Linked DNA regions of Mus musculus: all the other regions are linked to region 3. A link is a contact called in public Hi-C, HiChIP or PLAC-seq and Micro-C data. All regions are on one chromosome and are shown on one strand. The core of a region is the stretch at or near the end of the contact, and the rest is flanking DNA. Distances in the headings are between cores, read along the strand shown.

Region 1 (5,643 bases), core at 673-3,172, 220 kb before region 3:
TTCCAAAAAGGTAAATACTTTTGTTTTTCTATTCAAACCTATATTATATCACCATGCCTAGTGGACACAATGGGCTACCAGCAGAAGACAGGATAGGGTCCCTGCTGTCATGGAAAGAAAAGTCCAGTGTGACACAGACACTGTTGTTACTATGCAAAAGTATAACCTTAGATAGGCAAGTGGACCTTCATGGAAGCACAAAAGAAATGACTCACTCAAGGGGCGGAAGAGGGCTTGGAAAGAGAGGAAATTACAAGCTTAAGTCTAGATTTATGGTCTACACTGGTTAACAATGTAATAGAATTGGAAATAAATAATTAGTATGACAAGAACAATGACTTTAACACACAAGACATTAAAGAAGTGCTAATGCTAACTGGGCAGAGAAAACAGATCAGAAAAAGCTTCACTGAGGTGCAGGTGGCGATGCTGGGCTATGTGCTCGAATGGGGTCAACGCCCCAAACCTATATTCCCGCCACAAGCCACTCTGCTCCTTGCTCTGAGTCCACAGAACAATCTCAGTGTTCCTTTTATGTCCATCACAAAAATCCCTAGATTCCACAAGATTCCTCATTATCTTTACCTTCCTCACCCTAACTGCCCTCCAACTCTTCCCAACCCGGAAGCGGTCCTATAGTAGGCTACAAAGTGACCTAGTCAGGTACCTGCAATTCTCAATCTATACATAGTCTGCAGATCTAGTATAAGGATCCAATGAAAAGATTCTTATTTATCTAGGCATCCCTAACGCCATCACAAACATCTTCACGGAGAAGAGCAGAGATTAGGGTAATGCTGACAGGCAGAAGTTTCTATTAAATGTGTTTTCTGCTGAACTCTTAGTGCCTGGCACATAGCAGCTCCTTGGATAAACATTTCTAATAGAAATATATATGAACACATGAAAGAACTTCTCAGTAGAAAAAAAATCTGCCCAATGTTGAAATGGTCATGTTTGAAAGCATTGAGCAGATGTGGAAAGCTGTTAAGCAAATGACCGAGAAGATGGTTGGGGGCGGGGGGCGAATTTCTGCAACGGGGAGGAAGTTCACTAGGAACGTTTCAACAGTAAAGTTCAACTGTTCTAAAGTTTCGCCCCCCCCCCCCACCAAAAACAAACAAACAAACCATAAAACCGCAGGGAAGCTGGTAGGCTAATTGCAGGTTTTCACCTCACAATCTGAGCAGGGAAACAAGGAGGCTAGCTGCAGATCTTCAACTTTCCCTCCAGTCCAATCCCCCGTCTCATCCACAGCCCTGTGGCAGACCTTCTACTGTGACCTCTTCTCATTCTTTGATCCCACTTCTGAGGGGGGCGGGAATAAACAGATCCTGATGACACACCCTGCTTTCCTCCCTCCTGTGGACCCCCATGCCACGCCCTAGCATATAGCACATCTCCATTTCTAAGTGTCAGCTCCCAATACCCAGATCCCGGCCAAGCTATTAGTTCTCTGTTCGAAACAAGCCTGGCAGAAGCCCTACCCTGGAGATGCGTGTAGGTGCATCCTTACCTACACGAAAGCAGCCGTTTCAGACCTGGTCACAAGGACCTAGATCCCTTTCCCTCCAGGTACTGACCTGAAAACTAGTGGCGACCCCTCGCCCAGCTGGGAGCTCAAAGTCAGAACAGAGGTTACCGCCCCGATCCGAAGGCGGCTCCGCGTCCCGGCTCCGCGTCCCGGCCCTGCAAGCCGACGCGCGGCGGCGAGGACTGAGGCGCCAGGAGTGGCTACCGAGAAGGGTTCCGGCTTCGCAGGCCTTGCTGGCCGCGCTGGCCTCGTCCACGCCTACCAGCGACCCCTTCAGCTGTGGGTGCCCACACTTGCCAGGGAAGCGCGACAATCCGCGAAGACCAGGATTCAGGTTTAAACTGCGCGGCAGTTAGCGTTTATGCTCCAGCCAATCAGATTCCGAGAAGGCGGCGCAAAGATGCGCTGCCACCCGGAAGTGGAAGACGGAAGGGGCGGGACGTACTGGAGAGGGTCGAGTGGGCGTGGCTGGGTGAGCCGGGCGGGCTGCAGCGAGCGTGAAAAGGTTCTCCTTGCCTCTCTGAGCTTCTGGTAGCCATTTCCACCAGCCCTGACAGAGAGGGCCATTCACCACGGATAAAGGGACACTCTGAGGGTTGGCAGGCACCTCTAGTCCTTCGCAGGGCTTTGTGTTGTTCACTGTGTGATTATTTGTCTGCATCCAGTTTCTGCATTCTTGCCTTCCAATTGTGATCCTTGCTTCTTTACACTTCACTTAAAAGCCTTTCTCAATTTTGCACTTGGAAGTGCTGCAATGATACTCCATTTTAGCAGAGTACACAGAGTGGCATTTTAAACTATTTCAACTATATTTTAAAATGTGTTAGTCTTATTTTTCAAGTCAGTTTGGTTCTTTTTACAAAAGGTTAATAATAATATATATATGTAGAATTTCGAGAAACGATATTTTAAAAAACTGCTCTGTTCCATCATATTAAAAATACAAATAGAAGCCAGGCAGTGATGGTGCATACCTTTAATACCAGCACTTGGGAACCTTTAATACCAGCACTTGGGAGGCAGAGGCAGGCAAATTTCTGAGTTCGAGGCCAGTCTTGTCTACAGAGTGAGTTCCAGGACAGCCAGGGCTACACAGAGAAACCCTGTCTTGAAAAACCTAAATAAATAAATAAATACTACAAATATGGCATTTAGAGGTCATGAGCATTTGTTGCAAAGGACCCAGGTTTAGTTATCAGCACTCACATGGTGGCTCACAGCCATCTGTAACTCCAATTCTGGGGAATCTTATGTCCTCTTCTGGCCTCTGCAGGCACCAGATATGCATATGGTGTACATACATACATGCATGCGTACATTCGGGCAAAATATACATATAAAATAATAAATCTTTTAAAAAGAACCTTGTCATCCCTAGGTGGGGCAGTCTCTGGATGGCCTTTCCTTCATTCTCTGCTCCACACTTTGCCTCTGTATTTCCTCCTGTGAGTAGCCTGTTTCCCCTGCTAAGAAGCACTGGAGCACTTTGGTCTTCCTTCTTCTTGAGCTTCATGTGGTCTGTGAATTGTATCTTGGGTATTCTGAGCTTCTGGGCTAATATCTACTTGTCAGTGAGTGTGTACCATGTGTGATCTTTTGTGACTGGGTTACCTCACTCAGGTTTTCTAGTTCCATCCATTTGTCTAAGAATTTCATGAAGTCATTGTTTTTAAATAGCTGAGTAGTGCTCTGTTGTAGAAATGTACCACATTTTCTGTTCCTCGGTTGAAAGACATCTGGGTTCTTTCCAGCTTCTGGCTATTATTATATTATGATATACATTATAATATTACATATAATATATCATAATATTATACATATGTGTGTACAGATATATCATAATATATATATATGAACATAGTGGAGCATCTTATGTGTTAGAGCATCTTCTGGGTATATACCCAGGAGTGGTATAGCTGGGTCTTCAGGTAGTACTATGTCCAATTTTCTGAGGAACTGCCAGACTGATTTCCAAAGTGCTTGTACCAGCTCGCAATCCTACCAACAAGGAGAAGTGTTCCTCTTTCTCCACATCCTCACCAGCATCTGCTGTCACCTGAGTTTTTAATCTTAGCCATTCTGACTGCTGTGGGGTGGAACCTTAGGGTTGTTTTGATTTGCATTTCCCTGATGACTAAGGATGTTGAACATTTCTTTAGGTGCTTCTCACCCATTCGTTATTCCTCAGTTGAGAATTTTTTGTTTAGTTCTCTGGAGTCTAACTTCTTGAGTTCTTTGTACATATTGGATATTAGCCCTCTATTGGATGTAGGGTTGGTAAAGATCTTTTCCCAATCTGTTGGTTGCCATTTTGACCTATTGACAATGTCCTTTGCCTCACAGAAGCTTTGCAATTTTTTTCTTTTTTTTCCCCCCCAAGACAGGCTTTCTCTGTATAGCCCTGGCTGTCCTGAAGCTCACTCAGTAGACAAGGCTGGCCTCGAACTCAGAAATCTGCTTGCCTCTGCCTCCCAAGTGCTGGGATTAAAGGCGTTTGCCACCACTGCCTGGCTGAAGCTTTACAATTTTATGAGTCCCATTTGTCTATAGTTGATCTTAGAGCATAAGCCATTGGTGTTCTGCTCAGGAAAACTTCCCCTGTACCCATGTGTTCAAGGCTCTTCCCCACTTTTTCTTTTAGTAGACACCAGATTTAGTGTATCTGGTGTCATATGGAGGTGTGGAGGTCCTTGATCCATTTGGACTTGAGCTTTGTACAAGGAGACAAGAATGAATTGATTTGCATTCTTCTACATGCTGTCTGCCAGTTGAACCAGCACAATTTGTTGAAAATGCTGTCTTTTTCCCACTGGATGGTTTTAGCTTGTTTGTCAAAGATCAAGTGACCATAGGTGTGTGGGCTCATTTCTGGGTTTTCAATTCTATTCCATTGATCTACCTGCCTGTCTCTATACCAATACCATGCAGTTTTTATCTCTATTGCTCTGTAATACAGCTTGTCCTTCTTCCCTTTTTAAAACAATAAAGCATAAATAGCCATCAGTGTGAAAACAGGTCAACATCCTTAGACATCAGGGGAAAATAAATTAAAACTGCATTAAGATTACATCTTATCCCAGACAAATGGCTATCATTTAAAAAAAAAACTGATGAAAATAAACAAATCCTTATACATTGCTCATAGAAATGCAAATTAATCCAAACTGGAAAAGAGAAATTCATATGACTCAGAAGCTATACCACTTCTGGTTATATGCCCTAAGAACCCTAATGTTTAGTAGTTAAACTAACCAGTATTTAGTTTACCTAACCTAATTCATCAAATATTCAGTACATGTTATATGTTTCTTTTTTTCGTACTCCTTGTAATTACAAATTGACTAAGGTCACAGAGCTATTGAGAGCCACATCTGGAGTCCAAAACCAAATATGCATGACCTCATGTGGGTCTCACACTAACCATAGAGCCTGCATTGCTTTTCAAAACCAGAAATGACTCCTCTTCCTATGCCAGTCCATCTCCTTTTGGCCATCACTTCCACATACTTGCCTGAAGGCTTACACTTGATTAAGCAGCACACTTTCATTTCACTGAAAACTTTACCCTTGTTTAAATATTAAAAGTTTGGGGTATCATGACTAGCATAGTTTTTAGATGTCCTACTCTTTAGTCAAGGCTAGCCGAGACTCACTATGTAGCTCCAAAAAGCTCTCAATTTTGTAGCAACTCTTCTGCTTCAGCCTTCCATGAGCTGGGATCACAGGGTGAGCTACCACCCATGAGAACTCCTGTAACCATGTGGACTGGTTCAGCCTTGGATGGGGCCATGCTAATCTCGTATCCTTCCAGTGTTAATACATGTGCTGCCGAGGTGAGCACCACTACACGCTCTTAAATGACAGTGGCCCTAGCACCACCATTTACTGGTCACTTAACTTTGACCAAGGCGTTTTATCTCTGTTTTGTTTCCTCCTTTATTAAATAGAGGCTGATGAAGATGGTTCTGATGAACAGATTCCTTTGTTTGGATATTACTTTCTTCTGTGATGGCTAACATTATATTTAAAGTTTAAGCTTACTGTGCTTGAGAAAGCAAAAAGCAAAAATGCCTCAACTATGTAAACCCCTAGCTTGAACACGGCTTACT
Region 2 (6,116 bases), core at 1,384-3,883, 140 kb after region 3:
TTTTAATTTAATCAGAAATAACTTGAGACAAAGGTCACAGAGGCACTCTGTTCTACATGTAGACTCCCTGATCTCAACCAGGTATTAGAGGCCTGCACTTAGCATTGCAACGTAAGAACAAACCTAGAGAGATTTATGATTTTGCCTAGTTTGTGGCTGGACTGGGGCTCAGCTGCATAGTTGTGATGTTAGTTTGCCTTGGGTTAACTCATAGGACTTAGAGTCAGATGGGAGGAACCTCAACCCCTGGTTCTTGGGCAAGGATGACCAGAAGGAATGTCTTAGATCAAACCCTGGGACTTGAAGTCCTCTCTGTCTCAAACAATTTGTGGATGTCTACACTACACATGGTTTGTTTACCAGGGTAGCCAGATTTCTTTATGGGCCAGGTTATTTGAAATGACAACACTGGAGGCTTCTAGAAACATGTTCAGAACTGGCACAGCACCTTTTTCAGCAATAGTCTATTGATAAGGTGCCCAGATTCAGTGTGAGATAACACACACGTGCATACTGTTCAGTGGCGCTTCCCTCAGGGACTGGCTAGTCCAAAATATTTTAAAATATTTTTATTTAATTCAGAGTATTACCAGGCACCAAAGTGTCAATTTAATGCGTATACCATATATTACATTTTATTCTCAGTGGGATTTGGAAAAAAAATACCCCAACAAAGCACATTGATATTTTTGTAACAAGATATTTGACTAAGTGGAATACCCAAAGGAAACAAACAGTCTTGTGTAAGGTAAGATCAAATCCTGGTGTTTTCAGAGAGTTTTTGATTTTAAATTGTGAAGAAAACATTATGAACCTAGATTTTAAGCCAATGTAACTTCTTAAAGTCAAAATAAATTTGTTATCTTGTGTGTGTGTGTGTGTGTGTGTGTGTGTGTGTGTGTGTGTGTGACTAGTGATGGTTTGGGTTCTCTGGGAAGCAAACAGTTCTGGAAGTGTGAATAGTTTGGAGCTAGGGATGCCTGTGCAAGATGAAGAGAAACTTAGTACAGGTGGGGATATCCCCCATGTTATGAAGCAAGCCTATATACTCATGAAAGGGAATGAGAAAAGAGTGGTGATTGGGACATTCCAGGTTCTCAGCCTAGGGAATGGTTCCACCCACTGTGGGCAGGTCTTCCTACAGTTAACCTAATCAAGATAATGACCACATACATGCTCAGAGACCAATCTACCAGGTGGTTCTAGATTTCATCAAGTTGACAATTGCAATTAGCCACCATAACTTCCAAAACCTTGTTGGCCACTACATGTTCTACAAGCACCCAACCCTGAGTCTACAATATTATTCATGAAGTCTTCTAAAGTAATTGTGTATCAGTGGCTGAGTATTGTGAAGGGTAAAGAAAAGAGACATCTACAATAACTCTCACCAAAAGTCCTACCTAACATATTAGATTTTTTTCTCAGAAAGAAAATTCTCACAGGTAATTGCTCTAATGTCTATTATGTGCCAAAATTCTATGTAAATCAGTGTGCAATAACTATTTTTTTCTCTAGCTGTGTCTGTAGGACTATAATGATATGAAGGCAGAGGAGAAATACTTTGCAAGGCTCCTTGGCAGCTGAGGAAGAAATTCTAACACCACAACAGAAGGAAAATAAATTTTAAGATGGAAGAAAGTGACTAAAATTAGCATTCTTATTCAACAGGTGAACCTTGTTTCTAGATGTTATCTTTACGAATCCTCCAGCTGAGCCTGAGCTCCATCCATTCTGATACATCCTTGATAGGATGAGCCCTGGGTGAATTTACTTTCCTCATAGCACAGTCTGTCATGGTAGGGAAGGTATGGTGGTGGGAATGGAAGGTCAGGAAACAGAGAGATGGAAGCTAGCTCTCAGCTCTCTTCTTTTCTATTCAGTCCAGAGCCTCATCCCATAGGACAAGGCCATCCAGGTTTGGGGTGTATCTTCCCTGTTTTCTTAAACCTTTCTGGAAATACTCTCACAGGCACACCATGTTAACAATAAAGTTTCTATAAGTTTGCAATGAAGATGAAGCATCACATTATGCTTCTGGGGATCAAACCAGACTTGGGAGGCTTCCACTGTGAACATGGCTGCCCCATACATCAGGCTAGAGCCAGAAATTAGAGGGAGTTAAGCAGAGTTCTCATTCCCAAGCAGTTCCCTAGGGGAGGAGAAAGCCTTGTAAACAGTCATGACTTGGCTGGAGAGACAACCTCATTAAGGTATGATGCTGTGAAGATGCATGGCAGATACCACATGGTCAATACATGGAAGGTGAGCCTGAGATGGCACTGCTGTTCTGTGTCAGCATCTTCAAGATGGAAATGGAATGAAGAGGTTTCTATAGCAATGGAAGCGTGATCATGTGGAGGCTGCTCCAGAGAGAACAAGAAGCTGCTGTGGGGAGCTGTGGGAGATGAAGCCAAGCAGTAGCCATTCTGGAAAAGTTCTTGACAACATGGGGGTGGGGTGGAGGCTGGATGCCTCCTGTGGGCCACAGGTAACACAGGACTGTGTCCCAGACTAGTCACTTTGGGCTGACTTCTCTGGAGTGGGTGGGGTGAGGTACTGATATCTCAAAGCAGCCTTTCCTATGAGATCCCTACATACAGCCAGCCATCTCTGGCACTTTGTGGTCTTCTTTCCACTTGTTCTACACCCAGACTGCTGCAGCCAGCTGGAGTGGGTGGGGGAGTCAGTACAAACAACCCTTGATGCCAGCATTTTACCTCCAGCCTACGAGTTCCCAGGAAAGAGCTTCTAGCAGCTGCTAGTGCTTCCCAAGGGAGCCTGGGCAGTTGTCTTTTTTTTTTTTTTTTTTTTTTTTTTTTTTTTTTTTGGCATGTGGTGAAAGACCTAGTGGAGTCTTGCCATGCCAACCCACCAGTGTAATGGTTTCCTAGAGAAAACCTAAGTAGACTGGAGGACTACTGCAAGAGAGCCCTGTTCCCCCCCCCCCGCCCCCCCGCCCATACACACACACATACTCAGGACCCATTTCTGGTTAGTTGAAGCCTATCACTGTCAGAGATGAAACACTGAATTCACACAAGCCTGGAGGAACCGACCTAGAAAAGAAATGAGTTTCAGTGTCATTGAATAATGTCCTTTTCTTTTCTGTGTAAAGCAAGAATTTGAATTTTGAAGGCCGAGATCAGTGAAGTCAACAGGAAAGGAAAATTGCCAATATATGGCAAACATTGTGCTAAATGAGTTAGAGATTATATAAACTAGTTCTTCACAAACTAGACAAGATAAAGCCCTGACTTTTTCCAAGACAAAGCTCCAAGACTCAGAGATGTTGGATCCATTGCTTAGAGTGAGTAGGATTTAGGATCCCAGAGTTGGCATGGCCCCAGGAGAAAATGAAGGGGTTGGGGGGTCTTAAGATATGGTTCTTCAACTAAATATTGTCAACTTGACAGGGTCTAGAATCAACTAGAAGACATGGGCATGCTTGTTTGGGGTTATCTAGTTAACTTCTGGGAATGTCTGGAAAGGGTCATCTTGAGGGAGTAAAACCTACCCCCCCCCCAAATGTGGATCACAATATTCTACAGGTCAGAATTCTGAACTCAATGAAAAGGGTACCGATGGCCAACCAGAAGCATCCATCTTCCTCTGGTTCAAAGGTGGATATAACTTGACCAGCCGGCTTTAAGCTCTTGTTACTGAGTTTCTCAAGATCTCAGATGCTTGACCAGGTAGGGAGAATCCGGGAATCCAGGACCAACAGCAAACTTTTTTTCCTGAACCTTAATCCCACACAACAAATATACAAATGGATGTTATCCCCAAATCACAACAACTGCCAATTTAAAAATATTTAAACCACCCTCCTCACCCAAAATTCTAATCACCAACTAATGTCAGCTGAGGATTTTTTGCCTCAATTGGTACTATCTCAGAAGTCTGCATGCTTAGAGAGTTCCAGAATCTATGCTGAGGCAAAAGCCTTCTGCTTATGTTAGCGCTGCTGATCACATCAGCTACGCAGGTGGCGCTGATCACATGGAGCAGGTAAGGCTATCTTCCTCCTGGCCAGCAGTCTCATATTGTTTCCTCCTACCTCTGGGGAAATTTCTCGGAACAAAACATAAAACTCACTCAGTCTAATGTGCAAATAGCTAACGATGCTTAAAGTGATATTTCTCTTAGGAGTATTTTCATGTTAACATTTTAAGCAAGATAAATTAAGCTTTATTAGAGAAACAGCAGGCTTTGTTTCAAGGTAGAACACCTTTAAGGGTAAACAGAACATTATTAGTGTTTCTTAAATCACACTATACAAGTAGTTCTTTAATTTTTCAGCTAGATAAAGTCCTTTCTGTTTTGTTTTGTTTTTAATAATCAAACCAATTCTAAATGAATATAAGTTCATTAAGTTGAATAGACTTTGGGTCTTGTTAGTTTGGGTATGTAATATTTTATTTGTAAAGTTTCTCTTTTAAATAATAAAGGTTATAAAAAGGAAAGAAACCAACTAAACAGTCCCTCAATATATCTGTCCAGACAATGGAATAGTATTCAGCCCTTAAAAGAGATGAGATATCAAACCATGAGGAGAACCTTGAATAAATATTATGACATTGGAGGAAGAGGCTACATATTACTTGCAGAAATGCTAACAATTTGGAGAAAGTAAAACTAAAAATATCCATCGGTATTTTCCATGGTTGTGGGTGGGTAAGATAGAAGGAGCACAGGATTTTTACTGAAGTGAAACTACCATGTATAGCATTGGAATGATACATGCATCATTACAAGTTTGTGCAGAATTAAGAATGTATAGGGTACCATTCTGAAAGGGGATATTGACTATTCGGAGGCTAGCATGTGCAGGGGTGGGGGTGGGGGTGTATGTGAAATACTTGAACATTCAGTTCAGTCATGCTATGAGTCTGTAACTTCTCTTAAATATTGTATGTGGTGTGTGCGTGTATATGTGTTTTAAATAACTACAATCGGTTAAAGTAAATCGAAATTTCTGTGTGGATGGCAATAATGAGTTAAAATGCGTTGAATGTTCACTAAAAACTAGGCACTCACATTTGAAAGTAATTTCATACTTCATCTCCTTTATGAGTTGGGTATTATTATCATGTCAAGTTCATGTACAAGAATCCAAGTTTATAGATTCCCAGTTAGTTGCCAAGGAAGCTTGTAGCATGCTCACTTTACAGCTAAGAAAACTGAGGCTTAGAGACAGACACAGCAAGTCTTAGATACTCTCCATGTACCCCTACCCCCACCCCGCAATACAGTTCTCTTTGTAGCTCACAGAGAAAGCAATATTTGCCTATTTAAATTCATTTTGTTGTGAGATTCTGATTTTTATGTAATGTTTAGCAAAAAGCTAAGTCTTTACATCTGAAACGAGTATAAACAAGTCCAATTTGGCTCACATCACAGAACAAGACTGATAAGGGCAGTCTCCTGTGAGGCTCATTTGTGGACACACATGACTATATTGTTTCTTAAGTGGACATGGAAACCACAGTGATTATGATCTTTTGAAAAATTCATGGTTGAAACAGATCCAATTTAATTATGAGATTGCCTTACGAGGTTGTTTGCACAATTCATCAAGGGAAGGAAGGGACAGAGGTCATGGAATTCACACGCACACGAGCATATGCATCAGGGTCTCTCTCACACACACATGGCCTCATATCTGGCTTGATTCAGAATCAGGAAATTTATAGTTAAAATACAAACCAGTTTTATTTGTGTAGACTGTCAGAGAAGCAGAGCCAGGGGATGTTCAGTTAAGAGCTAAATGGTGACAGTGCCTGAACCTCGAGTGTGTATAATGAAGATCCCATATCTTCCCACTTCATATGGGACAAGTGCTTCAGGAGGAGAGATGGGCTACATGCAGAGTTGGGCTACATGCTTGCTCTGATAATGGCAATGATATTTTTGAATAATGCCTAAAAGAAAGTGAAAAATTATTATTTTATCATGGTTATGAGGAAAACCTTTGATATTCTTTGGTGAACCATATACGTGGCTTGTGTGTGTGTGTGTGTGCACGTAGAGGGGACAATACATATGCCTGCATATGCATATAGAGACCAAGAGTGTCCAGCTCTCTACCTTCTCTCTTTGATACAGATCTCTTG
Region 3 (6,178 bases), core at 1,539-4,038:
CATTTTGATGTGTTAAGGAAATAACACCTTCATAAGAGTTGTCTTCAAAAGAGGAAAGGGAATAAAAGGTTTGCTTTTCTCCTATAATGTTTACTGTTTCCTTTAACTCTTTGTATAATGCAAATTCCATTTTAATTGTGCAATTCCACTTGATGGTGGAGTAGTGGTAGAAGGACCTGATTAGGTGAATTACATTCAACCATTCAGCGATCAATGCACACAACCATTTATAAGTCTGTCCACATGGCATATGCCCTTACATCCTGTGTCTTACTTATAGAAGTTACTGTTTCACATACACATATAGATTAGATTATCATAGTCAAGTAACAATGAAAGTACCAGAGATGGTCACCAGGGAAGCAACAGTGACTAAGCAGTGTCTATTAGATACATACAAAATGTACTCTCTTGTCATATGGTGAGAGTGGTGGCAGCAGCCTAAAATTTGCCATAAGCAACTTCTACTTTTTCCATTTTATCAAAACCGGATCTGACACTTGGTATCCTGACTTATCTCCTAAGATGTTGACTGTAGTTCTGTAAAGATCCTCCAGGGGAGACCACCTTTGCCCTTCCAAAAAAAAAAAAAAAAAAAAAAAAAAAAAAAAACACCCAGCCATGAAGGAACACCCACTGTTAGCAATGGTACTAGCCTCTGATTGTAGACTAAAAATGAGGCATTTCTAAGGCTTAGCTGCCGTTTCCAAGTAGAGGTGACCTACGTGGCAGCGCTTCACTGGCTGCCATGCTGTGCCCTAAGTGTTTGTTCCTTTGATCACCTCTTCCCACAATGGCCACTTGAAATTAGTTCGAGCAGAGAAACTAGCAATTGACCACTTTGGTGGGGGGCTCCTCACAACAAAACAGACACAAAAGAAGCCCTGGCCATTTTGCCTGACTAAATTAGCACACTACCTAAATTGATTCCTAGGCACTCATTTAATATTTCAGAAATTAAAGAACAAAAATTGCCAATTAATACACCCCTTTCCCAGATGTTCAGTGTTTTCCCCTTCATCTCTTAAATATTCTCTGCATTCAAGTTAATTGTATTTTTATGCAAATTCCCCCTTGGAGCTAGTCGTGTGTGTGTGTGTGTGTGTGTGTGTGTGTGTGTGTGTGTGTGTGTGTGTGTGTTTAAAGCCATACGGAATCTGACATGATTTCTGTTCTGTTGCTCTACAGAAAAAGGTTTTTAACCCAGCTTGAGTTTATTTCAAAACTCTAATTAGAGACTAAAGTAGTATTTGCCTTGTCCAAATAGAAAATCATTCCCAAAGTTGATTTTTTTTGTTCCTGGTTAAAAAACCAACAAACATCAGATATACAGATTTTTTAAAGCATTACAGTTCCTTGATAAGACTGTCTCCCATCTTCCCAGAACAGTGCTTTCTGGTTAAGTAACACAATTTCATAAGGCTCATAAAATATTTTATCCAGAAGGCAACTTTTTAAAGAGTTCTTTCAAAATATTTTTTTCTACTACTTGAATAGTCTTTTTCTATTTCTGACTTCCTGTCCTTTCTTTTCTCTGCCATACTGCACATTTGCTTACTCTCTGGAAACAGAGTCTGAGTAGCAATGAATGCTCCTCTAAAACAAAATTGAATGACGGTATAAAGACCGCACGACCTTACTCTATCTCTGCACAAATTCTAAAATTTCCGTGTCCCTCTCCCCTTTAAAATCTTCGGGGCTGCAAAGGGGTCAGATACTTTAGTATTTTAAATAAGCAAGTGAAATATTACATGTGTTTTATGGAAGGAAAGGACGGCGCTGTGGTTGAAGTTCAAGGGTTTTTCGCTAGTCTCACACTATAGAGATTGTGCTGCACTCAAAGCAAAATGCTGTCTACAAAGAATCTTTAATGAGTGTGTCAGGTCTCCACAACCTTGGCACCTGCTAAAAACCAGGACTGCTGTGAGCCGAAAACCCATCAAGTTCACAAATGCCGACCCTACTGCGCACTGGAAGGCTCCACTCGCAAGGAGGAAGGAAAGGATGGGAGGTTTCCGTCGCATTCCCGTCCAGGTGAAGGCTGGATCCTTCACCCCGGTGTCCGCAGTAAACACGGAACTCCCAGCAGAGCGCCAGAAGCTCTGCTATCTCCCCAGATGCGCAAAACTCAAGTTGTCTCCGCGACTCAGAAACGACCCTCGCTCCGGGCTGCAGTCCGCGGCGCCCGCGGGCTCCGGGGGGCTTTTCTGCCCAGACCCTGCAATGACATCGCTCGGTCCGGCGGCCTGGGCGCCCCCTCCCGCCTGCCCTGCGCGCCCTCGACGCGCGCACGCGAACGCTGGGACCCGATCCCGCCGGTGCCGAGGGGTGCGGGGCGCTCGGGACCTGCGGCCCCGCTCCGGGCAGGCAGATCGGCGGCGCGGAGCTGGAGCGCAGGGGGGCGCCCGCGTGGAGCAGGGCAGGCCGAGTCCGCGATCGGTTCCGCCGCTGTCCCCACCACCCGCCGGGGGAAGGCAAGGACCGCGACCTCCGCGTCCGGTCGGCCAAGCTCGGGCCACACCCAGTGCCCCGGGAGGCGGCCTTCGGGCGCTCGGCTGGTCGATCGCCCCCACCCTGGCCACGCAGGCCCTGGTGAGCCGCCCGACCCGGGGACCCGGGCTTACCTCGTTGCGAGCGCGGCTGCTCTGTCCCGGGCCGGGGCGCGGCGCTGGCGGCCCCTGCAGCGCGGAGAGCGAGCTGAGGGAAAGCGGCGGTAGGGCCGCTGGGCCGCTGGGCAGGCTGGATTCCTTCACTGCCTCAACTCCGCGCCGCCAGCCCCACGCAGGGACACTCCCGCCCGCGCAGCCGCCCCCTCCCGGCGGCCGCCCGCCCCTCCGTGTCACTCACCAGGAGCACACACCCCGCCGGCGCCCCTCGCTCGGGCTTGCACACACGCCGCCGATCACGCCTCCCTGGGTTTTGTATCCGCTCACACGCACGTTCTGACACGGATCCTGTCCCTCCACACGCCCTCCCTAGCTCCTTTCCCACCCTACTTTCTAGAAGAATCCCCCATACAGCTTCAGCACTTCATTGGCTTGCCCCGCACCAACCTTCTCCCCTTCCCCTCCAAACCTCCACCTACCCTAAACTGCCCACTACTGTCCAAACACTGGGTACTACCCGCGTGAGGAGCAAGAGAATCGCTCTTCCCTACCCAGGAAAACGAACTTTGCTGCCCCAGCACCGTCTGCAAAGGCGAGATGCTTCTCCGGACAGAAGGTAGTAATGCTTTCTGGGAGTGAGCCAAGCTCAAATGTAAACAAAGATAGCTTATTCGGAAAAGCCGCGGAAAATCAGGCCCTGGGATGAGCTCTGGGGGCTCAGCCCGACCTTTGAAATCAGACTGAGCTGAAGTGTTTTGGCTCCTCGTCTTCACTCCGGGTCTCACGCGGGCATCTAATCGTGCGTGATCACCCACTGAGCTGCCCTGAGCTACCCAGTGGCAGCGGCTGGTGATGTTTCTGCCTGGGAGTGCAGTAGTTGGGAGAGGAAAGGCAAGCATTATTCATGATGGACGCACTTTAGATCGCACACCTCTTCCAGAGGCAGCAGAGGGAAATGCAGGCTGCTCTCAGGTTTATTTTTGAAGGGTAACTTCCTAGCCGCCCTTTCTCTGAGCAGTAACTGTTCCTTGGGTGAGTGGGGTGGGGGGCTTCCTGGCTCTCAGCCCTCTACAAATATCAAATCAGTCGGTTTCGCCTCTCAAGCTCAGAACAGCGGAATTGTATTCCATTTAAGGGAGTCGTTATTTGAAACGAATTACACTTTCAGGTAACATTCGGATCTACAATACATCATAGCCCAGTTGACAAAGGTCACTCTGATTAAAAGAAGAGATGAAAGGAAATAACTCATTTTCTTACCTGACTGGGAGTTTTCTCCCACCCCATAGGCTGGATTGGTGAATGAGTGTGCTTTATTTAGTATCTGATCCAACCCTTCAGATAAACTCAGTGGGTAGGTATGTTTTTTTTTCGCTTATTTGCAAATAAAGAAAGGAGACAAAAAGTTAAATAGCTTGTCTAAGTTTTCAACTAGTAACTAGAGGAAGAATTTGAACCCAGTCTGGCCCAACCTTTGTGCAGACGGAAAAGCCAGCTTCTGTACAAGTCAAGGACAAATGCCACCCTATTGCTTATTGAATTTGAAAGAATTAATTAGTAACTTGGAATGATTCAACTTGGAGTGTGGTGCACATTTCAGGGCTTCTTGCAAAGTAAGTCGTTTAAGTTTTGAGCGAAGGTTCCCCCATGACTAGAATTCCAAAAACAAGTAATAAATTATCGTTTCCCTCAGGATGGGCTTTGGAAATAACATTGAACTCTGGCTTCATTCCTTTCTTCTACCACTTCATAACCTTCCTGGGACTCCAAATCCAACTTGCTTACTGAAGTCTGACAGAAAAAATGCTTTCAAGACCAGAGGGATGAAAGGGTTTTCAGAAGCCAGGCCTGGCCTTTTCATATTTGAGGGTGGCTTTCCAGTAAGTCATACCTATAATAATAACTGCTTTGTGGGCCAAGAGCAGAGAAGTCAAAACGTGGGACTGATGTAAAAACAGAGTAACAGTTACCGAAGGACAAACCTGACTCCAGCTCATCTCCAGGGCGTGGTGGCCCTGCCCAGAAAGGGCAACGGTCTGAAAACCCAAAGGAAACAATGCTATCTTTCAGGAGTTAGACCCGGCGTAGCAAGAGAAATCAGACTGCTGAACGTCTTATTGAGAGTTTCAAATCAAACTCAGACCTTTGATTGCTCAAAGTAATTTGGTTTGAAAAAAAGTAAAACCTTAAGGTTTAAAGCACTTGCTGAAATATCAGTAAAAGCGTCTTGCACATCAAATAACTAACAAGACAGCGTTTTGATGAGTCAAGAGTAAACAATCTTTAAAATCATATAAAATAGATCTGTACTAATATTACCCGGAAAGGTAAAAACCCAAAGAAATGGAATGTGAAAAAACAGCAACAACAAAACAAAACAAAAACAAAAACCAATTTGTGTTTTTAAGTAGATGTTGGAGAATTGTTTGAAAAAAGTACATTGTATGAAATGATAACCAAGAGTTTATGCCAGTATGATTCTCTTCAGAATTATTTTGCAAGATTATACTCATTTTACTGTTTGATTAACTAGATTTAAAAACTAGAGATCCCTTTTGTAGCAAACAAATGGCACAGCAGCAAATGTCTAAATATATAAGGGCAAAGTGTGTTGGTTTGTATTTCCTCATGTTTAAAATCTCAAAGTGATATTTTAAACCTGCAGCTACCGCTTTCTGCCATGTTGTCTCCTCCACTCTCAACCCCGTGTGCTTCCTGTAAGCATGGGGGTCAGTAAAGCTGACTGAACAGTATTGATTTCCGTCAAATGCCACATTCCTAGCTTTTCAATCCCCATTGTGCTAGATTTCCGAATCTGTAGGTGTGGGTCATTCAGAGCAAGGAACACCTTCAGGAAAGCTGGCTTAAGGCTTTCATCAGTTGCACACTGTCCCTTTGAATGTCAATATCTGCGTGAGTGGTATAGACAGGGAGTGAAGTAGTTGCTAGGTTCCAGGGCACCAGGCAGCATTTGGCTAGATGGGACTGCCTACCACAAAGAGATCACAGACTTTGACTGGGTATAGTCACTGCGTGGGATCCAGGTTATCTCCCTCAGGGAGGTGATGGACAAACTGCACCTGTTTGCAGATATTCCAGCTCTTTAACTGATGGGATTTCACCCCTTCGTTTGACTGGATTATGGCCCTGCAACTTGCTTCAGGCAATGGTGTGGATGAGAGTGATTGGAGGTAGAACTGTGGAGAGAGTTCACAGATCTCCATGTTATCTCTTTCCAGTACTGAGAACAGTGAGGTACATAGAGATGGCAGCTCCATCAGACAGGAGCCAGTGACAACACTGAGCAGTACCACATCTGTGGTCGTTAGTGGACACATACCACAAGTAAGGAATAGAACTTGTTCGGAGTCACTGGGTCTGGGCCCTTTGCTTCTTCATTACAATCTGAGCCACTTTGGTTACAAATAGGAAAGTGATATCTTGGCAATAGTGAAGACATTCTAAAGGGAAACACAGTGCTCTTCCCACCAGGGATCAGACTATGAAAACAATCGTCCCCAAGGAATTAGAATTTCCCTTGGAGTCTAGTCTCATGCTGAGGAAGGAAAAGT
Region 4 (5,966 bases), core at 1,321-3,820, 260 kb before region 3:
AAGTCTTATAGAAGAGTTGGAGGAAGGATTGAAGAACCCAGGGAGTATAAGAACTCCACAAGAAGACCAACAGAGACAACTATCCTGGACCCTTGCATGCTCTCAGAGACGGAACCACCAACCAAAGAGCATACAGCTTGTTCTTTGTGCGGGTCCCCTAACTGGAGTGGGAACTGTCCCTAAATCTGTTTCCTGTCTATGGATCTCATTCCCCTAACTGGGCTGTCTTAGTGGGAGAGAATGTTCCTAGCCCAGCAGTGAGTGACTTCAGGTGCCAGGGTGGGTTGGTACCCCCGGGTGAGGGACTAGGATGGGGGTGCTATGGTCAGGATATAAAGTGAATGAATGAATGAATAAACAAACAAATAAATATAAAGTGAATGAATGAATAAACGAAGAAACATGTAAATGGAAAACATAAAATCAAAGTATTTCTAGGGTGTTCACAGAACATTTGGTCCCAGGACTCAGTTCGAGGAACCTGGAGGTCCAGCATTGCTAACAGTGGGACTGAAAGAGGTAAGGTGAGCTTCGGGTAAAAAAGGACTTATTTAGTCTTCAAAATCAGTGCAGCACAAAGTTGTGTGCTTGTTAAGAACCCTGCTGTTTGGAAGCAGGAGAGGGAGGATGAGGGGGAGGAGGGAGGAGACCTCAGACTCAACATGGCTGCTGTCTTGCTTTAGACTCTTAGCATCATTTATAAAGCTGTACCCTGGCTCCTGACCACACCTCCAGCCCTAGCAATCTATTCCCATCATATGTAAACAAACATTCTTCTGCTCCAGGACCTTTGCACCTGGATATCTCTACCTGAAATTCCTTTCACATATATGTGTGTGTGTGTGTATTTGTATACACATATACATATGTGAGTGTTTGTGTGTGTGCATTTGTATACATATATGTCTATATGTGGTTTGTGTGTATGTGTCTGTGTGCACGCGCTTGACTGGGTCCTACTTCATCCCAGACACTGCTCCAATGCCCCCTGATCTGAAAGGTCAACGCATCCCCTCCATCCACCCCATCAGTTTCTGCTCATCACTCCGTTTTCATGCCAGCACCTGCCGCTGCTTGACACCACACTCTCTCCATTTATTTATATGCCTGTTGGCTGTTTCCCCAGCAGTGTAGCAGTGTCAACCCCTCACCAGCAGGGGTCGCATCCTTTCTGTGGTTTGCTATATCCCATAAGCTTAAACATAGCTTAGTATCTGTTAGGATGTTCATGAAAACACACAATGGATATTCATGATTGCTCTTTTCGCAATAAGTAGTGTTGGCCTGTTAGTAGCCTTGGAGTCTGCCTCCAAGAGGCAGTGAGGCTCCAGTGAGCGGCAATGGATTCCGTTCGTTTAGTAAGGACAGAATACACTCCAGCTTTTTCTGTTATGCAAAAGGAAACGGAAGGAACAGGGCAGCCATTTCACCCATTATTCTAGTTCACCTTCATGGTAGTCCTGTGGGGAGATGGGGGGACAGCTAATGGGTTTCATCTATTTAAGGATCCATCTATCCCGCTTCAGGGCCATGAAGCAGGGACTCATAAAGGTTTTTTTTTTTTTTAAATGGGGGCTTCTATGATTTGGGAGACCCTGTTCTTCAAGGAAGAAAACACATTACAAAACTACAGCAGTGTGACTCAACTTCATAGCCTCCGAAGAGTCCTCACACAGGAAAGGTCTGGTTGGCGCTAAACCTTCCTTGGCTTCCAGTTGGTCAGCCAGTGCCAGCTAGAACAAGGGCTCTGGCTGTCCCTAGCCAGACACAGGGAACACAGCGGGATCCAAAGGGCGGAACTGACATTGTGGACAGCAGCTCTCCACCCCCCACTCAAAGTGCTATCAGTTTACACAGAGAACACTCCAGATGAGCTGGGCCACTGCCCAGACGGCTGCTTTAAACGATGCCCAGAGGCTTTGCTGTCCCCAAGCAACAGGATTTGCCTGGAGCCGCCATAAAAGTCTTCAGAGCCAAGGCACACACACAAATAAAACAAAATGCCACACTCGGCAGGAGCCCCTGATTCTGGCAAGCTGTGCTGTGCCAGGAACTTGCTTTGGCTTCACCAAGTTGAAAAATCACAGAGTAGCTAGAACCAGTGCACCTCTGTGGCCCTGTTAAAGCTGGGTATTGCTCACCCAGACAAGCAGAGACTTGAGGCTACTTATTTAATTGTGCTGGAAGATCTTATCAGCCGGAGGCTTTAAGGGAGGGAAGGTCTGGATGCTCCCCGTCCGGAAGGGAGAGGCCCTGGGATTCAGACATTCTGAAATTCTTAGTCTTCCATGCGCTGGTCGTGATGCGAAAGGTCTGAAAAATAATCTGATCTCCTTTGAGTTTTATAATGCAGATTCCTATGCTGAGGACCCAATGAGACCCCATGCTAAGGTTTCAGCGAAAGCAGGGCGCAGGCTGGGATAGGGCCCAGAACTGGGGTCCGGGGTGGTGCAGGAGTCTGCCTACCCGCGGGCTCTCACCTTCTGGCCATTCACGTAGAAGAGCAGCTGAATGGGGTCCATGACTCCGAGGTCCCTAGCAGGTCCCTAGCAGCGCCAGTCCTTGCAGAGAATAAATTGCCCGAGGCTACAGGGCGGGGCTTGTCTGTGCTTCTAAGTCTCCACCCTCCCAGAAAGTTTTGGAAGAGCCAATGCTGCAGAGGTCCTAAAGGGAAAACTCTCCTGACACTACAGAGTGTGCCAGCGTGGGAGACAAGCTGAAATCTTTGGGTTTTGGCATCGATGGGAGAGAGGGGTAGCTGGGCGGCCAGCCTCAGGAAGTCCTGAGTCATTGCTCTAGTATCTGTGCCAATGCTTGCTTATTGAAGTGGTTTCCAGAATCCTCTCGTTTGTTTAGGGGGAAGGCAGCCTGGCTGTACTGCTGAGTCACTTCCCAAGAGTCCTGCGCCCTTAACCTCACTTTTTGGCTTTCTTTATATTTTAGAATCCACTTTATAAAACCTGGCAAGTCTCAAATGAGACCAAATTATTTTCCAGGCCTTAGTATATCTCCCTAGGTTATTTTATTCATGCAATACAACATCCCCACCCCTCAATACCCATTCACACAGGGTTTCTCTGGGTAACAGCCTGGCTGTCTTGGAACTCTTCTTTGTAGACCAGGCTGGCCTCGAAATCACAGATCTCCACCTGCCTCTGCCCCTTGAGTGCTGAGATTAAAGGTATGCACCACTACACAACATTTTTATTGTGAAAACTTCCCGTTTGTAGGTAGAGGAGAAGAAACCACATCTCAGCAATTCCAGGAGTGGTTAACAGTAAGTGGCTAACACCTCCTTGCTTCCCAAGGATCTTAAGCACATTTCAGACAGTGTTTTACCAGTAGACAGAAAACGTGTGTGTATGTGTGTGTGTGTGTGTGTGTGTGTGTGTGTGTGTGTGTGTGTGTGTGTGTGTAAGCATCACTATAAAGCTATGGCTAGTTTGGAATTTACTGGCTTTGAACTGACAGCTTCTATCAGCTTCTGCCTCTTCCTGAGTGCTGGAATCAAAGGTGTGTGTGAGCCTCCATATCTGTCAAACATTTTCTTTTTTGAAAAATACTTTATGTTTGACAGGATCTGGGGAAATGGCTCAGAGGTTAAGAGCTTCCAGGACCCAGGACTAGAACAAACCTGTTTTCTTTATAAAGTATCCAGTTTGGGGCATTCTGCTTTAGCAATAGTGAAGAGATTAAAAGATTAGATGAACAGATTAAAAGCTAGAATTCTTTTACTCTCCTGATGCCAATAATCTCCATTCTAAAATCTTACTAACTAGAGATGGCTCAGTGGCTCAGAGCATTTGTTTCTAACAGATTCAATTCCTAACATTCACAGTCTTCTGAAACTCCAGTTCCAGGGAATCTCATTTCCTTCTTCTAATGATCCAGGGCCCCTGGCATATGCACATGTACACATCTACTCCCCCCCCCACCCACACACACCTACACACACACACATACACACACATGCCCATATATATACACACATATACTCACACACATGCATTCGCATGTACATATACACATATGCACACACATACACAGGCATACAGACACACAGGCAAAACATTCATACACATAAAATACATATTTAAAAAATTAAGCTATTTCAAACCACCCTAGGTACACGGTGATAGTCTTTTTCAAAGCAAAGGGCTAAAACACAAGGTTTCAGGATCCATAGCTGTTTTCATATCAGTACATTGATAAATATTCCTAGACCATTGTGTATGTGAGTGTGCACACGTGCACTATTAGTGTTACTCGGATTCCCACCCATACTTCTCTACTCTGCCTTAAGGCCAGGATTTTGCAAATCATCTTTCTCTCTTGCCAGGCCTCTTTAGTCTTCAGCAACGCAGGGTCTTAGACGTAGGGAAGGCAATGAGGAAAATGTGCCATATTGTCTGGGTTGTGGGGACTCAGAGCAGCCACTCTGGCAGCACCTGCTGGCTCCAGAGTAGCAGAGCAGTGTCCATGAAGGCATGGACACCAGCAACAGGAGAGGCCTGGGGCTCACGCTTTTTAATTCCATCCTTTCTCTTCCTGCAGTCCCTTCTGTGGTGCCCCAGGGTCCCCTCCCTTCCTCTCGCTTTCTCAGTTCTTTAGAGTACTGCGAACAGTGATTACGGACTTTTATCTCTTGGTTGGGTGCTAATCGAATTTCTGTCAGTGCCAAGCAGCTTGACAAAGTCAGTACCACTCGACTCTTCAAAAACCACTCAAAATAATAATGGTTTATGCTGCAATGCGATTATAGTACAGGTTTTCTGGTCATAAAAGTCACCATCCTTTTCAGGAGAGGCATTCTCATAGAATTTAGAAACAAGACAAAGACGCTGTTGCCAGCACTACCAAACATTCTCAGGAAATGGACATGACTAGATAAGAAAAGCCAGAAAAGCCTGGAGAATTGTAACCAAGGAAAAACCCGGGCTTGCCTGCTTTCACTTCATACGGCTGAGCTGTACATGAAGCTGCCTGGTGTCTTAAAATTACACCTTTTGCTATTTCTCCCTGTTCTCCATCCAGCAGAAGATACTTTTGTTAATGGCTAACTGCAGGCTAACTTCTTAGGAAAAGGATCTCAAACTCACTAAGCAGTGGTAACTTTTCTCTCGACTTAAAGAGTCTATGTTATCCAGACTTGTCAAACTGAGGGCCAACCAGTTGCCAGTTGTGCTAATCACAGGTGAAATAGTGGTTAACTTGCAATGAAGTGATTATGTGTAATCATTCAGATATGAATGCCCCCCCCCAGGCTTGTGTTTTCAATATTTGGTTTCCCCAGCTGGTGGCCTTATTTTGGCAGGTGGGTCTAGCTGGACAAAGTGGGTCACAGGACCCTAGTCTCCCTGCTTCCTTTTTAAGACGACCTACTTTTCTCTGCCATATGTCCCAGCACTCATACCCATCTGCCTGGCAGGGACAAGCCTCCACGGATCAACCCTCTTTCCACTTTTAAGGTGCTCTACAGGTATTTGGCTATTAATGGTAAAAAAGAAACCAGAGGCAGGCAGATTTCTGAGTTTGAGGCCAGCCTGCTCTACAGAGTGAGTTCCAGGACAGCCAGGACTATACAGAGAAACCCTGTCACAAAAAAAGGAAAGAAACAAAAAAGAAAAAAAAAACAAACAAAAAACAAAAAAACAAAAAACTGAACTAAAATCTCGGCCAGGCAGTGGTACGCGCCTTTAATCCCAACACTTGGGAGGCAGAGGAAGGCGGATTTCTGAGTTCAAGGCTAGCTTGGTCTACAGAGTGAGTTCCAGGACAGCCAGGGCTACACAGAGAAACCCTGTCTTGAAAAACGAAAGAAAGAAAGAAAGAAAGAAAGAAAGAAAGGAAGGAAGGAAGGAAGGAAGGAAGGAAGGAAGGAAGGAAGGAAGGAGGAAACCAACGCTTCTTTTATTTAAAGAATATAGGGACTGGCCTAAGAGATGAAAGAGCTGCTGTGGTATATC
Region 5 (5,700 bases), core at 1,944-4,443, 230 kb after region 3:
CAGCACCCATGTCAGATGGCTCATACATTGCAGCCTGTAACTTCAACTCCAGGAGACCCAACACCCTCTTAAGACCTGCCTTCCATACGTATACACACATATATACACATGGCGAAATAATAGAAAAAAATCTTTAAAAAACAAAGCAAATCCAAAATAGGCCCAGATAACTTTCCTGTTTAATTTTATCAAATAATAATGAAATAATGATTTTTTTATATTTTATAAGATGTAATTTACTATTGCATTGAAATTATAATCTATAAGTCTTATAATTTTATGCTATAACTTAATTCATGAGGGATGCATAATTCTGATAGCTAACCATGAAAAAAAAATGAGGAGAAAACACAGTAACAAAATAATCCATATGAACATTAATGTAAAGATCCCTATGAAACTATTAGAAATTTGATTTTTCAATATGAGAAAAGGATAATACTTTATGACCAAGAGTTGATCCCTGGGATTAATGGTTGGCTTAACATTTTACAGTTGATGGTCATAAATTAATATAATTGGGGTTTGTTTATAATGCAGAAAAGACATTTGAAAGTTCTTCAATTTTCAGTCTGAATTTTAAAACTCCCTCAGAAATCCAAGGTGAGAAATGAGTTCTATCACTCTGTGAACACAAGACACTATCGAAGAATTCCCCCTGATGCCATTCTCATTGATGAAAGACTGGCTACATTTCTCTTGAGAAGGAGAGCAAGCAAACAGTTCCCAGGAAAGTAAACAGTGAGGCCATATTTTATTTGTAGAGAACATAACTATAAATATAGGAAATTCTAGAGTCCAAAAGTTATTGTAGCCAAGTGAATTTAGGGAGGCCATGGTATATGTGTCACTTATCCTGGTACAGCATTGCCTTAAAAATTAACAATGTAAAATCGAAAACACTTGTTACGTACTGGCTGTTGTAGCTGTAGATCAGCATAGAATGATGGTACAAGATTGTATTTTCAATATCAGGGAGGCTGAAGCAGAAGGATTATAAATTTAAGGCAGCCTGCATGACCCAGAGTCTATCTCAAATTGAGGAGCATCTGGGCTTATATTCCATGGATACTGCTTGCTTAGTGTGCACAGATTGGTTTGAGTCTAGTTTGGTCTCTAGCACCTCACAAAGAAAGAAAGAAACAAACAAACAAACAAATAAATTAAGGGAGGGAGGGAGGAAGGAAGGAAAGAAGGAAGGAAAGAAGGAAGGAAAGAAGGAAGGAAAGAAAGAAGGAAGGAAGGAAGGAAGGAAGGAAGGAAGGAAGGAAGGAAGGAAAGAAAGAAGGAAGAAAGGAAGGCAGGCAGGCAAAGAGAGAAGTAGGAGATAAGAAGAAAGGGAAGAAAGGAGGGAGAAAGTGGAGGCAAGAGTAGGAAACAAAAGGAAAATGCTAGGCACAGTTTAGTTGAGCATTCTAACTCAGGCTGTCTGAGTTAGACAAGTGTCAGCTGGGGCTGCCATCTCCTCTGAAGATGGTCAAAGCATCCCTTGCTGGCAACATCCCTCATGATGCTCCCAGTCCTTCCCTGCTTGTCTTTTGAGCCTCATGTTAGCCTTTCTTGTTGAATGATCTTCTGCCTCCCTCGTGGCAGGTGATCTCCATCATAGTGAACAAGAAAAAGTCAGCTAGGTTCAACAAGATGGAAGTCAGCTTTGAACTCCAACCCAGGAGTGTCTCTCACCTGTTTGGTTTTGTTTGTTAGGAGAACATTACCAAGTAGGTCTAACTCAGAAAAAAAGAGGAAGGGATTACATAAGAATATAAATACGAAAAGAAGATACCATGGGGTATATAGACACTGTCACTACATTCAAGATATTTGATCACCTCACAAAAAAAATATAATTGAAAATGAAAAAAATTTAAAACACTATTTGTAATATCATCAGAAATACAATAGACCTAAGAAACAGACTTCATGAAAAAAGTGTAAGACCTTTATAATGAAAACTAAAAACTGACACTGAGCTAAGTAGAAATTCTGAATTAGATGGCCAAATACATCTTGTTCATGCATTGAAAACTCAATATCATTGTAGTATCTGTTTTTGCTTTTTTTTTTAAAAACCAAATTGATCTGTGGTTTAATCCATTTCATCTAAGATGATCTGTAGAGTCAATATAATGCCAGTTAGCTCTCAGCAGGATTTTCAAAGATTGCAAACAAACTTATATGGAAATACAAAAGACAGAATAGTTAAAAACAACCCTGGACAATAAGAACGGTAGTGGAAGACTTAAACTAGCACATTTAAAGCTTAATGCAAGGCCAAGTAATTAATGTAGTGTGGCATTCTTTGAAAGATAAATAAATAAGAGTAACTGAAGCAAATAGAAAACAGACACAAAACCATGCTGATGTGACTTGATTTTAATCAGGGCACTTTAACACCTCTGGGAGAGAGGTATTTTTGCAACATGCAGGGAAAAATATTCTCACTGACATTTCACACCACGTAAAAATTAATTTGAGGGGTCAGTGAGATGGCTCAACGGATAGAATGTTTGTCATGAAAGCCTACCAATGGAGTTGATCCCCAGAACAAAGGTGGGGAAAGAGCACTGACTCCACTAAGTTGTCCTCTGTCATCAACATGGGTACCAGTGGCACCTGTGCACCAACTGCCACACACACACACACACACACACACACACACACACACACACTGTCACGTGCGTACGCACACATACACACACACACATGCGCAAGCACAAACATGCACACATATGCACATACATACACATACACACACATGGACATACACACACAGTAACAATAAATAAATAAAAGCTTAAACAGTTCATCTGAGCTGATCAAATAACCTAAACCTGAAAGCTAAAGCCTTAAGGAAAGCACAGGCATACAGCTCTGAAATGGACACAGGTTTGTTTCTTAGACAGTCCTCTCAGAATCATCATTATTAAAAACAAATGAGAAGATTCAGTATTAGAAATCCTACATCTCAAAAATTAATATTCAAAGGAGGAATGGTAAGCTGCATACAAGAGAATCAAATATTTCTGATACACTTAAGTAACAGAGGTTTTTGTGTCTAGAAGGAATTCACAGCATGGAAAGAACTTGTTAGATTGATTTAAATATCAGGGACAGGCAGTTCAGCAGTGGCCATCTCATGTTGCAGGGATGAGCTGCCAGTAGCTCAGTCCACAAAGCTGGATGGCTCAGCAATGGTGCCGTGAAAGCCTGGGGGGGATGCCTAGTGAGATGGAAGTTCTCTGGTCCACATGGACGTCCAAAACTGCCTGGTTCCAATGTCAGTTAAAATGGCAGTAGTGACAGCACCCACCAGCAAGAAGTGAAGGAAGTCTCCTTCTACCTCCCTGCCGTGGGGAGGAATACTCCGTGTGGGGGAGGGGCTTCCACCTTAGTTAATTCTTCCTGAAAATGCCTCACAGACAGACTGAGAGACAAACCGCTCCCTCCGTTGATAAAACTGATTAGCCAACACACCCAGTTAGCAAAAGAACTCTGGGGAAATGGATACTCATCTGCAGGAGGAATGTGAATTAGCACGCTTTGGGAGAATAATGTCTGTTACGCTTGAAGATAAGAATACTATTTGATCCAGCAATTCTACACTTAGCCCACAGCCCCTGAGGGAAAAACGTGTACACGTGCACAGAAATTACATACAGCAACGTTCATTACAGCAACGCATGTAGTAGGAAAATATTCTGGAAACCCATAAATGTTCCCTGCTATTAAAATACATAATCCTGCCTTCTTGTGCTATGATGTAATAGTCAGCAATGAAAATGAATGATGCAGAGCTAATTGCAGCAATGTGGATGGATCTCATAAAATAACATTGAGAGAAAAGCAAATTGCAAAGGGCTGCACACTGTAAGAAGATGACTTCCTCCTGGTGTCTATTATAGCCTGTTTTGTTTCAGGATGGATAGGCACACGACAGTTAGCTAGTGAGCTGAGTAGCAAGATGACAGCAGAAGACAACATAACACTGTTCTCAGTAAGAGAAACCAGAGGTCCAGACTCCTGCATGCTTTGTATTCTAGCTTTATCGTGATTTGCTAACTACTGGCAACTTACTTACCTTTGATGTGCATAGCCTTATCATTTGCTAACGGGCATAAATGCAGTATCTAACTCACCATACTGTTCTAGGGATTGGCAAGGAATGAATCCTTTTAAAGTATTTGTAAAGTCTTAGGATTATGTGTTAGCTCTACAGATTCTAGGAGAGAAACCACAAATCAGTGTGTGTGCATGTGCAGGAGAACGTGTGTGTGTGTGTGTACATGTGCTATCTCCTCCTAAAGGTGGGATTCAAGAGATGCACATTGGACATGGGTGAGAAAGGGGTTTGTATGTCAGGATTAAGGGGTTTCCAAATTGGGGGGGGGTATGGCAGGCAAATAGGTAGGTTACAGAAGTGAAACATAGACATAACAAGTTGATCATAACCACCTCTTGTAAAACAAAGACATGTCTGCAAGGTAGCCATAACAAGGTGGTCATAGTAACCTTTTGAAACGAAGGCCTGGTTGCTGTTTCCTGGAACAGGCAGTATAGAACCATTTGTAGTTAAGGTTATAGGTGGGGGATAGCCCAGTCCTTGAGAAACAGATTTAATCATACATAGAAATAAACCTAGTTCGTCTTTACTATATAACATGGCTTTCAAGCCTAAGATGGAGGCAGGCTGGTTCATCACATGGTCTTCTGAGTGACTGAATCTAGCAAAAGTGTGAGGGCAAGAGTCTGGAGAATGGCTCCTCCTGTGGCAGAAGAGAGTTTTCAGGACCGGGGATATGGCTCAGAGACACACAGTGCATGTCTCTTACATGCAAGGCATGTGGTGTGTTCTGATTCTCAGTGCTATAGACCAAACCAACCAACCAAACATACCAGAAAAGCGGTATGTAGGGAGCTCCTACTAGATTTCCTATATAAACATTTCTTAAGCCAGATGCTGAGCAGTGCAGATAGATAGCTTTCTGTGGGTTTCTAGTTGGGGTTTTGCTTTGAGTTTTTGAAACAGCCTCAACTCTGTAACCCAGAAAGAGCTGGAACTGATTATACAGCCGAGGCTGACCCCAGAGTCACAGAGATCCTCATTCTTTAGCTTGCAGTGTGTTGGGAATATAGGTTTTATGTTGTTATTATTGATGCCTCATATATTTCAAAATTTAGGAAGAGGCACTCACTTTTTAACATATGGCTGAGCTGGTGATGTGTGTCAGCGGATGACAATCAGATCTCTGGGTAGAGAACCTTCTTTAAGCCTGCACTTTCAATTTCAGTACCATCTTTTCTGGAATGTATTGTGCATAATTAGGAAACTGCTTACACCTGACCCCGAATTTGACAGCATTGCAAAAGCCAGGGGGCCAGAGCACTGGAATTTAAAAAAAAAAAATTAATTCTGTTTTCACTTCTGCTGATTCATTTTGAATCTCCAGGCTAAAGCCACTGACACCTTGGGTTTCATTTTATGTATCTTTAGAACAGATTTGATGTCTCCTGCCGCTTTCAAATGGCAGGCACAGAGTCATCTCTCCTTATCTTCAGCACAGGAGGGAAAGTTTGAAATTCCTCACTCCCCCTCCCCCACTGCCTTTCACTAACTCGCAAAGAAGTTTATTTTCCTTTAATGAAGCCTGTGAAGGAAGATTCATGCTTGAGAGCAGCCTTTTCCTTTTCCTTAATGACAGC

The links. Hi-C and Micro-C count contacts between places; a contact is called where the count stands out from the background. HiChIP or PLAC-seq counts read pairs in DNA pulled down with a chosen protein or histone mark.
Region 1: an H3K4me3 HiChIP or PLAC-seq map of embryonic stem cells shows a contact between it and region 3, with 28 read pairs. The contact joins the promoter of Sgo2a here to the promoter of Spats2l in region 3. A contact is called at or near these places in 10 of 39 promoter capture datasets (cranial neural crest, embryonic stem cells, frontonasal cranial neural crest and 6 more), 4 of 484 Hi-C or Micro-C datasets (the HL-1 cell line, embryonic stem cells, granulosa cells and 1 more), 11 of 115 datasets of contacts at active chromatin or transcription factors (embryonic forebrain, embryonic limb bud, embryonic stem cells and 4 more) and 2 of 9 other capture datasets (adipose tissue and liver).
Region 2: a Hi-C map of cerebral cortex shows a contact between it and region 3, with 3 times the contacts expected there. The contact joins the enhancer-like site here to the promoter of Spats2l in region 3. A contact is called at or near these places in 2 of 39 promoter capture datasets (liver and second pharyngeal arch cranial neural crest), 2 of 484 Hi-C or Micro-C datasets (cerebral cortex and forebrain), 7 of 115 datasets of contacts at active chromatin or transcription factors (embryonic limb bud, embryonic stem cells, forebrain and 2 more) and 1 of 9 other capture datasets (adipose tissue).
Region 4: a contact with region 3 is called in a Micro-C map of embryonic stem cells, with 4 times the contacts expected there. The contact joins the promoter of Aox1 here to the promoter of Spats2l in region 3. A contact is called at or near these places in 2 of 39 promoter capture datasets (cranial neural crest and second pharyngeal arch cranial neural crest), 17 of 484 Hi-C or Micro-C datasets (the AML12 cell line, the AtT-20 cell line, Sertoli cells and 9 more), 11 of 115 datasets of contacts at active chromatin or transcription factors (astrocytes, bone marrow-derived macrophages, embryonic hindbrain and 4 more) and 4 of 9 other capture datasets (adipose tissue, embryonic stem cells, liver and 1 more).
Region 5: a contact with region 3 is called in a Hi-C map of nephron progenitors, with 3 times the contacts expected there. The contact joins the enhancer-like site here to the promoter of Spats2l in region 3. A contact is called at or near these places in 9 of 39 promoter capture datasets (the 3T3-L1 cell line, cranial neural crest, embryonic stem cells and 4 more), 1 of 15 datasets of contacts at CTCF or cohesin (large pre-B cells), 8 of 484 Hi-C or Micro-C datasets (cardiomyocytes, cerebral cortex, cortical neurons and 4 more), 15 of 115 datasets of contacts at active chromatin or transcription factors (the NIH/3T3 cell line, craniofacial prominence, embryonic forebrain and 8 more) and 1 of 9 other capture datasets (liver).

Annotation. Positions count from the first base shown.
Region 1 is chr1:57,992,253-57,997,895 of GRCm38.p6, reverse strand. Sgo2a (shugoshin 2A) reads right to left here and starts at 1,922. Exons shown (of 9, transcript NM_199007.2): 1 at 1,584-1,922.
Region 2 is chr1:57,630,773-57,636,888 of GRCm38.p6, reverse strand. No RefSeq gene overlaps it. Among named protein-coding and RNA genes, the nearest start is that of Spats2l, 140 kb to the left of the region's middle. Within about 2 kb of position 2,633, at least 7 of the 459 cell types and tissues checked have an H3K27ac peak or open chromatin away from gene starts, as enhancers often do. A contact at or near this core is called in cerebral cortex, where this site is marked.
Region 3 is chr1:57,771,471-57,777,648 of GRCm38.p6, reverse strand. Spats2l (spermatogenesis associated, serine-rich 2-like) reads right to left here and starts at 2,788. Exons shown (of 14, transcript NM_144882.4): 1 at 2,625-2,788.
Region 4 is chr1:58,026,573-58,032,538 of GRCm38.p6, reverse strand. Aox1 (aldehyde oxidase 1) reads right to left here and starts at 2,570. Exons shown (of 35, transcript NM_009676.2): 1 at 2,481-2,570. The coding sequence starts at 2,522.
Region 5 is chr1:57,544,169-57,549,868 of GRCm38.p6, reverse strand. No RefSeq gene overlaps it. Among named protein-coding and RNA genes, the nearest start is that of Gm22371, 120 kb to the right of the region's middle. Within about 2 kb of position 3,193, at least 8 of the 459 cell types and tissues checked have an H3K27ac peak or open chromatin away from gene starts, as enhancers often do. A contact at or near this core is called in nephron progenitors, where this site is marked.